2 separate regions of the Rattus norvegicus genome follow, and region 1 is linked to region 2. A link is a contact called in public Hi-C data. All regions are on one chromosome and are shown on one strand. The core of a region is the stretch at or near the end of the contact, and the rest is flanking DNA. Distances in the headings are between cores, read along the strand shown.

Region 1 (5,293 bases), core at 677-3,176, 39 kb before region 2:
TATTTATTTATTTACTTATTTATTTATTTGTTCCTATCCTTTCCACGCTTCTGCCCGGCTGGGCTCCAGGGAGAGGACCCTACCCGTCCTCCCTCTGAAGCCCGGGCTTATTCTTGGTTCATCACACCCCAGACCACGTCTCCGGTGTTCCTGGCTGGAAGAAGGGGCGTGTGGCCATGCAGCCCGCTCTCCCAAGCCACCCCAGCAGAAGGGTTGGAGGGGGCATGGCCTCTTTTATATATATCTATTTATTTTACGTGTGTGTCTTTGTGAGGAAGAGGATGTTTGTCATTTCCTTACGCTCTGGAGTGTGTGTTCCAATTCTGCACAGCCCAGCCTCCCCAGGAGCCCTTCCAAGCACAGTGGGGATTTCTCAGAATAGGGGAGAGGAACCCATGAAGCAGGAGAAGCAGTGCCTGCCAGCCATGGTGGACCTTCCTAAGAAATAAATATCCTCTATGTTTTCAAACCATCATGTCTGGTGTCGGCTGATTACCCTGTCTCTGAAAAATCACAGTATTTCTCCCCACACTCAAGCATTCTGGGTATGGTACGCTGGGCGTCATCTGTTGGCCGGATGTTGTCTTCCATATTGAATGAGGAATAGCCACACACCCCCCCTTGCCTTGCTCTGAGCAGCTTAAATGATATGACTGTCACTCCGTCCAGCCCCAGCTCTGCTGGATCACTTCCCAGGAGGGACATGGAGAAGCTCCCATAGATGCTATGACCAGTTGTAGCCACAAGAGGTCAGCAGAGTCCGTACTCCAAAACCTCTCCCAAGATGCAGCCCTAAAAAGGCTACTGGTGTTAGCTTGGCTTTGTCACAGTTGTTCAGCTGAGGCAAGGGGTACCTGCTTTCCAAATGTGGTGTGGTGTGGCCCCCTACAGGAAGGCCTAGCACTTAGCACCTGCCCTGTGGTCGTAGTACCTACACCTAACAGCCCCAAAGCACTTCCTGCCAGGAACTTTGTGGATACTTGCAATAGACCCTTTGCAGGAGGAGGCAGCAAGGGGGATGGGGGTGGGGGCGGGTTATGATTAAAAAGAACGAAAGAAACCAAAAAACAACCTTTGGTCTCAGCCCATAACTTGTGCACTGCAACCAACTCCCAGCCCTTCTCTGGGCCTCAGTTTCCACATCGGTAAAGCAGGATGCATGTGAGCCCTGTGTGTGTCAATTCTGTGCTGGCATTCTGTGGTCCTGTGAGCCTGAGAAGCAAACACTGCAACTATGTCTGTGGCCTCAGGCTCCTGGGGACTCGAAGACTGGAGAGGGCACAGTGCTGCCACCACGGGAGAGCAGCACTGACAATCTGTTCGTCCTCTGTGCCGGGAAGGAGTTTTACCAGACAGCCTTCCAGCTATTCCATTCTTGGACCTTGCACCCCCTTTCTCTTCCAACCACGTGTGTATGTGCACCTCTCTTGGGGGCCACTGGTGGCTCAAAGCCCACATTCCTGGGCCACAGGTAGGGGGTGGCTGCTCCTGGCTAGACATTTCCTACATTCCTTCCAAGGTCAGATGCCTTCCCAGAATTGGCTCTGAATGCCACTGCCAGCTGCAGCCCACACTGAAAGGGAGCGGGGAGGAAGGAGAGGTCATTTTTGGTCAGTTCTGAGGCTGCAAAGCAAACAGCCTAAGGGGAGGTGGCAGGCCCCCAGCTGTATCTTTGTAGAAGAAAAGCACTGGCTTAGTTACCTCATCCAGGAGACAATGGAACACCTAACAAAACCCTGCCATCCTGGGGCTCAGGGAGGCTGCCATGTTTGTGTCTGTTTGTGTTCCCTCTGGTTTGTTTTTTTTTTTTTTTTAAAGGAGGGTGAGTTACCCCCACCTCTTTCTCTCCCCCGAGGTCCAGAGAGTGAGACACTGAGTCAGGATTATCACTTGTAGTCTGCCTCTTTCAGACTACAAGATCTAGAGGCAGGCCCTTCCCAGAGCATCTGTCCCACAAGTGTAGGTCTCACCCCCAGGGTACTAGAGAGCTCAGTCAGACTGGCAGACTCCCACTCCCTGGGTCTCTTAGGGTAGGGGCAGATAAAAAGGCTTGGTGCCTTCTCTCTCCTTGGCAGCTGGCTGGCCCAGAGCTCGTGTGCTTTGTACCCTGCAGAGCCCGCCCACTCCATAACCTCACGGGTCACAAAGCCTCAGCAAATGCAAACTCTGCAAACCCGAAAGGCAGCCCAGACCTAGGGTCTGGTACAACTGATTTGTCTGCACTGTAGAGGAAGGGGAGGGAGGAGACATTGAGACCACAGCTAGGAGAGGAAGGGGAGCTATAACCAGATCTTTCAGGTAGGCTAACCCTCCCTGAAGGGGCAGGTCCTGGAATCAATCCCAGACCTGGGCTCAAAGTCAACATTGCCACTTACTTGCCCTAGACCCGTCGCACCCAGCTGCTCTCACACATCTGCAAGTAAGAGCGGTGTCTCTGGTACACAGGTGTGGCAACAGGAGTCACGGGTGACATTTCATGCCTAAACTTGATAGCACACTCACTGGGACTTAGAGAAGTAATCCAAAGAATGACCACTCCACTTCAACACTGTCACTGGGTGTCCGGGTCCAGAACTTCTTGGAGGAGTTGAGGTACACTCTGTAGAGACGCACAGGGTGACACAGGCAATGCCTCTGACCTGAAGACCCAGGATCTTTTTTTCCTCCAGACGAAAAGCCTGCTTATTTGCCTAAGTCTCTCCTCTCAGTCCTCACCAGTCAAAGCTCAGCTTCCTAGAAGATGAGATGAGACACACCTGTCCTGAGCCACCATCAAAGCCTTATGAATCTATCCAAGTGGGGCCCTCCCTCCTCTAGCAGGTGTGGTGTCCAGGAAAGAGAGTGAGAACTGAGGTCAAGATGCTATGCATGGGTGTGAGTTAAGACTGTCAGCCCATACACTTGGGTAGAAATGATGCCTATGCTGCCCATCTAGTAGGATTTGGTAAGGCACAGAGATGTCAGGAGTGGATGCTGTCCCACAATGCTCTCAAATGACCCCCTCAGAAGATATTTCTGGGAGACTTCCCAGCCATCTAGGACTCCACTGGGGACTCGGATCTGCCACCATGGCTGGACAAGGAAGTAGCCAGAGCAAAGCGGCTTGAAAGCTTATAGACAAACCTCAGATGAACATGGGAAGAGGCAGTGGGTCCCACCAAGGCCTGCTGGGATGGTGTCAAGGGAGGAGAGGAAGTAGGGCTTGCCACAGCATATCCAGACGTGTTGGTAAGTCCTGAGTCACCCAAGCAGCCAGAAGGGCAGTCTGGGTGGGGACAGCAGCACTGCGTCTTCTACACAGAGCCTCCGGGAGAGTGCTCCCACGCTGGCAACCCAGCCTTGACATAGTTCCCTGAGTGACCGTCTGGATGGAGCAGCCTGGACCCTTCACTGCTGAAAAGGTCACCTCTGCCATATCCCTGCCTACAGGAGGGACTCATCAAGTTGGCTCTGGCTCCAAAAGTATCCCAAGTCTCTTCCCCAGTCTGTCTGTTGGGATCCAGCTCTGCCCCTGTTAGGCTCCTCGTCTGAACTTTCTTGATTGTCTCTTTCCTTATCCGATGGGAATTTCAGCTCCCTAGATGGAAGTCAAAGGTCAGTAAAGGCCATGGCAGACCCTGTCTCGGCTACAGGACGGCCGCTTCCTCACACCACCCCTCAGTGAGAAGCCACTAGCTGTGTCTGGAAAGGTCTCCAGCTATACTTGGAGGTGGTCCTCTGGCTATTTATCAGACACCCCAAAGGTGAAAGCAGGGAGAGAAAGTTTAACTTCCCTCAAGGTGGATCTCTGATTGAATTTATTCCAGAAACAGGTCCCCATCACAGACCTGCTGCAACCAGCTGACGTTGACCCATCTTTCCCTCACCTTCTCAGTCCTGAGAGGCACAGCTGAAGAGGAAGGTGCTAAGAAGGGTCCCAATATTTTACCACCTCTCCCACTGTGGCTCTTAGGGTTCCCCTCAACTAAGGCAAATGACCTTAAACCTAGCCTTGGGTTCATGTCAATCTCAAAAATATGGTTTTGAGTACCAGGGCATGCATGAACACAGAGACACAATCACACACACACAAGAACACACATACAGACATAAGAACACTTCCACATAAACATACACACGGGTACACATGTACATCTGTGAAAACACAAACACACAAACATGTTACACATACATACAAGCACACAGTGATGCATGCAAGCACACACATACATACATATTTGTACACACATGTGCAGACACAGAAACATGCACTCACATACATACAAGCACACAGTGATGCATGCAAGCACACACATACATACACATGTGTACACACACATGTGCAGACACAGAAACATGTACTCGCATACATACATACATACATACATACACAAATGCATAAACATACAAACACAGCCATGTGCATGAACACATGTAGGCATGGGTACACTTATACATGCAGTTATGCATACATAGGCATATAGGCCTATATGTGGATATAGGCACATCCACTCACACAAGAACACCAGCACAAACATCCAAGCGCACAGTGTACTGGTTATTTTTGTCAACTTGACACAAGCTAGAGTTGCCCGACAAGGAGAGACTTTCATTGAGGAGGTAATATGCCTTTATCAGATTGGCCTGTGAGCATGTCTGTGGACATTTTCTTGGTTAGTGACTGATATGACAGTAGTGATGTTCCTGGACAGACTTCCACCTGGGCTGGTGGGCCAGTTATATAAGAAAGCAGGTTGAGGGGCTAGAGAGTCAGTTCGGTGGTCACGAATGCTGGCTACTCCTCAGAGAACCCACGTTTGATTCCCAGGACCTGTGTGGCAGCTCACAGCTATCTGCAATTCCAGCTCCAGAGTATCCGATGCCCCTTCTAGGCTTCACATGACATGTACACGTAAACACTCACACCGTCACATGCATGCATACAAGATCGCTCTTATCCAAACACACAGCCCAGTGTCCACACACACGTCATTACATTGCTTCTCGGGGATTCTAAGTTGCCATGTTCACTTGAGACCCTGAGAGATAGAGAGAGAGAGAGAGAGAGAGAGAGAGAGAGAGAGAGAGACAGACAGACAGACAGACAGACAGACATAGCCAATGAGTTTCCAGGCCCTGGAGGCTCAGACAAGATGGGATAAGGTGCTGTGTGAAGCCTACTCAAGGAAGAATCCCATCACACGGAGAGGAGGGGCGTCTGTGATCCTGCTTATTTGGGATGCTATGGGGTGGGGGTGTCTGGGACCATCAGGCAGGCCCTCACTGCTGGAAAGCCCAGGCTGGGAGGAGTTCC
Region 2 (5,197 bases), core at 2,544-5,043:
GAGGCGATCAAAAAGCCTTAGAAAGAAAAAGAAGGGAAAGGGGCGGGGAACGGAGAGATGCTGGTTCTGGGTGCTAGGAGAGATGGTCCAAGTTGGGCATCTCTGGTCACAGCCAAGATCCTTGACTCCTTTCTGCCCTTTTGTGGGAAGCAGGCAAGGAGCTGGATGATGACCCACTTAGATAGTGCCAGAGAGGTTAGGTGTAGGCAGTCCTGGCTGAGCAGCGGGATGTACCACCTACCAAGAGCTAGACAGGAATCGGGAAGAAGCTGCTCGGGTAACCTGAGCCATCTCCCCTGGTCCCATATAATACCACCTCTTCCCTGCCTCCTCCTAGCCCACTCTGCCAGGTTCCTGAGCAAGGAGCTTCTCTGCCCAGCCCTTTTGTGTGGTTTGGCTGGAGCCCAAGGACAAGAGTCGCCTGCAGCCTCCCTCCCTGCTGCTAAGCAGGCAGGTGCAGGAGGAGCTGGGAGGGTGCATCTTGCCCAACAAGCCTCTGGCAGCTGGCCAACAGGAGCCGTCCTCTGAAGTTGGCTGAATAAGAGATGAGGGCTTGGAACAAAGCAGAGACCATAGTGATTCAACTCAAGAGGAGGACCGAGCCCAATCTGTGCTCCTTACTGAGGCAGGAGAGGTCCAGGATGAGAGAGAGAGAGTTCCCTAGGTCAAAGCCGCCCTGGCTGGGATAATATGTCCCATGTGTCTGAGACACTGCTAGGATTTTACAGATATTACTTTATTCAATCCTAGGGAAACCTACAACATTATAATCTGACTTTACAGGTATGGACACCGAGGAACACAGAGAGGTAACGCATCTGGTAAGCAGTGGGAAGAACAACTTGACGCTTTGCAGAAATATGGTATGGTTCCTTCACTGAGGATCCTTCAGCAGGGTATTGAGAAGGGGGCTCCCAGTGATGTCTCCCCGTCTAACCATTGCCTGGAGGTTAGACTGGAGTGCTGGGAGGGCAGTTGGAACTAGCCGATGGATGACAAAGCACTCAGAGGCAAGCCCAGGCTCATCTCAAAGCTAACTCGTAGACCAAGACTCAGCACTTGGTCATCCAAGGCGTATGGTAGGCAAGTCTGGAGGGTTTGCTGCAGGTCTGCCACTGCCCAGCCAGAAGACACGTCACTTCCCTCTCTCTGGGCTTCAGTTCCCTCATCTGCCAACGAAGGAAGCAACTTGTCTCCACGGTTTTCCAATGTGTGGAAGCCCACTAAGCAATTGAAAAATGTAAAAGGAGCAGAAGCAATGTGACCCCTCAGAACTACTCACATGGGTTGCCTTCCTGCCCGTCATGGCTCCCCTTAGGGGTGATTGAGACAGCCATGCAGATCAGACCAAAGGCTTTGGTGAGACCTCAGCATGTGTTTTTGTCTTTAGGGAGAGGGGTTGGTCAGGGGAGCCAGGGAGACTCACAGGAGGAAATGTCATTTGGATACCAGGAATGTGTCTGAGATCCAGAGCAAATATTTGTTTTTCCTCTGATGCCCTCCTGGAGCAGCCATTAGTCCCACCTACCTGTCCCTCCCTGCAGATAATCTCACAGGACCCTGCTTAACCATCTCTCCAAGAAGAGAGTGGGAAGCAAGCTACAAATGGGGTGAGAAATTCCAGATGGCAGGAGGCTTTCCTGGGAACTGAGTTCCCACCAACAGTTCTAATAAGACCTAAGCAGCCAGGCCATGTCCCTCTCCCCCACTGAACTATGGGAAGCAGCGGCTCTTTAGGGAGAGCAGTTAAGACGTAGGGGTGGGTAGGTGGGTAGGTGGGTGGGTGGGTGGGTGGGTGGGTGAGGATGAGGGCACTGCTCCAGGATTGGGAAATCATTAGCACAGCAGAGAGCTGCTTTCCAAGAAAGAGAGGGGACCCTGAGCAAACTCTAGGCAGCAATCCTGGGTGGTCTGGTTGGGGAGTTTCAGGGCAGACTCTCCACGTTTGCTGATCTTGGCTCCTTGCATGCAGCAAGACACATGGGGATTCCTTCTGAGTCTCTCTGTTTTGATGTAAGAGTCATTGATTTACTTCACTTCAAAATCAAATGTGATCTCTCTCTCTGTCTCTCTCTCTCTCTCTCTCTCTCTCTGTGTGTGTGTGTGTATGTGTGTGTGTGTGTGTGTGTGTGTGTGTGTGTGTGTGTAAGGCAGTGACCTCAGTCAGGAGCCGATGGGAACTCTGAACTTTGATCTCAGTTTCTCAGACACTCTAGTTCTCTCAACCCGCTCTTCCCACAACAAGAGACATGGGACACAAGCCACAAGCAACTATTTTCTAGCTAAGCCCCCAGACAAAGCCTGGGCCCTGAAGTCTCAAGCCTGGAGCCTCTGGGATCCTGGCACTTTATAGAAAGAGAAAGAAAAGAAAGCCCGGAAGTACACGATTGCCCAATAACTGTAACCTGGCAGCGGGCAACTGGGGACCGTGCCAGGCCTTAGCAGGAAAAACATACTTGTTCCTATTGATGGGGTTATAATCCACTCCTTTCTCCAACATCCACTCTCCTTCACCAATGAAATGACTTCTTGAATTTCAAACCAGCTACTGGCTGCAAAAGCAAACAATTAGGGGAGGGGACCATTCCCATAGTCGAGAGGGCAAATGATGGCGGCACGCACCCCCACCACCACAACCAGCATCCACTGGATCCACCAACTGTTACCCCTAAACCACCTACCTGCTCTGATTATGGATCTTTTAAAAATACTTGGTGGGAAATGAGAGACTGAGCATTTTAAACTGAGCTGGGTACCTAGTTAATACCCAGACCTGCTGAACTGGTGCGGAGGAAACATTGTGTAACTTTTGGTAAATCTGCTATCCTTTCAAGGGGACACCTCCAGATAGAAGTATTCATTCTCAGCACAGGACCTATGATTAGGGCTCACGTGCATTTCTATCTTACTCTTCCAAGCTTGTGAGACAGGCTGTGTTCTCCCTATTTTTTGCAGAAGGGGAAACAGAAAACAGACATGGAGGAACTCGCTCTGAGTTATGGATTACTATGACGATTACACACGCGTGAATCAAAAGGGCAAGTTCCCCAAAGGCCTCAAACCCAAAGACATGGCTGGAGTGCTGGGAGGTACAGTGAACCTGGCACTCGGGCCTGGTTTTACACTTCCCAGAATAAAAGCCCATCACAACGAAACTTTGCTTCATCTCGTCTGGAAAGGCCCCGAAGTGTCAAGTCAGAGTTAAAGATCTCCACACTATCTACAGAGAGCTGGTGCTTTCTACTTCCTCCTTCCATTCTACTCTGTTGACGTTTGTTCCCGTCAAAATTCAAGTTAAGCCCCGTCTTCCCAAACCACAGGCATCTATTTGCAGCTAAGATTCTTGAGTCCGTGAGCACTGTCCCTGAAAAGCACCGACAGACACATCTAAAATGCGCGCGCCGGGCAACTCTGCCGAGGACACCACAAGGGACGCGCTATGAGCTCCGGCGAGCCGGGAGCCGCGAGGGACACTCACCAGGCGTCCCGAGCTCTCTCGTGCTTTCTTCACCTTCCCGTAGGTGCCCTTGCCCAGGGTCTCCAGGAACTCGTAGCGGTGCCTCAGGTTGTGTTTGTGATGGTGCCGCTTCACCGCCTGCTTCTTCATCAGAGGTTTGGGCGACTTGATGAGCCGGTCCGCCAGCGGCCGGGCGCTCTCCGTGGCCAGGGCGGAGGCCGAGGGAGCCAGGTTCCCGCGCCGGTGTAAGGCCACCGACTCCATGGTGCGGGGACGGCGAGGCGGAGGGGGTCGGGCAGCAGCAGCAGCGCGCGGAGAGCCGCAGGCTCAGAGGTCACAGCCGCACCCGAGCACGCTAGAAAGCCCCGCGTTCCGAATTGCTATAAAACGTTTGGAGGGGGAAGGTCCTGGCCACGCCCCTGCGTCCCATTAGCCAGCTTGCCGGCGACTCGTGACCAAAGCCTCTCCCATTGGTTCAACGGCTCCTGCCCCGCTCCTCCCCTTGGCTAGGCGCAGAAAGGTGTGAATGGGGCCCCGCCCACCTGGACCGGAGAACCAGGAATGCGGGAAAGGAGGCACAGTCAATTACTACCGAAGTGCCAGTCCTTAAATTTGAAAGCTCTCTGAATTGCTTTAGTCTCTGAATGACGCCAGCCTTGTGCTATTGTGCTGTGTTCTCAGTTGGCAAGGGACAATCTAAGAGCACTAGAAAGCCCCAAAGTGTTTCTCCACACGCAGTAAATAAATTGTTTCTCCCAAGCTCAAAATCTGAAAAGCCATTTGATAACTTCTTGAGGTCCGTAAAGAAGAGGGTGAATAAGGAGATGGAATGGGTTGGAGGTTGACTGGTTAGAAAGCGGTCCTGCCTGCAAGTTCACTCTGGCTTCCACCAACCTTAATTCGATTCCATAATCCAACAGGCCTGGGAAATCCTTACTTTATAGGGTTGAGTGGATTTCCTCAAGATGTGGTGGCCTTTGTGGATTTTCACAAACTGTGGGAAAAGCAGATCACATTCCAAGGACTTACATCCTTTTGTCCCTAAATCTGTAAGGAGCTTCTTGGTTCCAGGGTTTCTTCCCAGTGATTTTTTTAATCAAGAGTGAGAGGTTGGGCATGAGACTTGGCTGCAGTTGACAGGCCTGGAAGGGTATGTCCAGAACCCCTTTTTCTGATGTAGAAAGTGAGTTTACTTCTGCCAAAGGCCACACAGCTGACAAGAAAGCCACAGAGCTGGATTTCAGACACTGGCCTATAGAGATAGAATATAGGACAAGAGGGCTTCCCCAATTCCAGCTATTCTGGGCATCCCTCCCCACTCTGCAGGACCTCACCTCTAGCTGTATCTAATTTAGGACTTGGCAAAAAAATCAAAGAGGACTACTACATCCTCAACTATCAAATTAAAAAAAAAAAACAAACTAGTATCTGCCCATTTTCCTACTTCTGTTCACCTTTTGAATCTTTCCAGTGGGGAAAGAAAACGGTAGCCAGAGACGATCCACTGAGTGTGGATGACCCACGAAAGCTGTATAGCTAGTTTATCATCCTATCTTCTGCCAGCCCGCCTTTCCACTCTGAGTAGTCTGTGAAAACAGAAAAGGCTCAACCAATCTACTACCTGTGCTCCCCATCTGTCAGGTCCTGGGGGGGGGGGGCTGTCCAGGAGATTAGGACAAGGAAAAGCAAGTGTCAGAGGAGCAGACTCCAGACTGGGAGACCTGGCTGGGTTCTAGTCCT

What was found. Hi-C and Micro-C count contacts between places; a contact is called where the count stands out from the background.
Region 1: a contact with region 2 is called in a Hi-C map of the A7r5 cell line, with 3 times the contacts expected there. The contact joins the enhancer-like site here to the promoter of Nuak2 in region 2. A contact is called at or near these places in 12 of 12 Hi-C or Micro-C datasets (the A7r5 cell line, the Rat2 cell line, Schwann cells and 7 more) and 1 of 1 datasets of contacts at active chromatin or transcription factors (oligodendrocytes).

Annotation. Positions count from the first base shown.
Region 1 is chr13:46,341,359-46,346,651 of GRCr8, reverse strand. Tmcc2 (transmembrane and coiled-coil domain family 2) reads left to right here. Exons shown (of 5, transcript NM_001305128.1): 5 at 1-475. Among named protein-coding and RNA genes, the nearest start is that of Nuak2, 38 kb to the right of the region's middle. Within about 2 kb of position 1,926, at least 22 of the 93 cell types and tissues checked have an H3K27ac peak or open chromatin away from gene starts, as enhancers often do. A contact at or near this core is called in the A7r5 cell line and Schwann cells, where this site is marked.
Region 2 is chr13:46,304,602-46,309,798 of GRCr8, reverse strand. It overlaps Nuak2 (NUAK family kinase 2), which reads right to left and starts at 3,793. Exons shown (of 7, transcript NM_001007617.1): 1 at 3,479-3,793. The coding sequence starts at 3,721. It overlaps LOC120096185 (a long non-coding RNA gene), which reads left to right. Exons shown (of 4, transcript XR_005492311.2): 3 at 784-821; 4 at 2,956-3,155.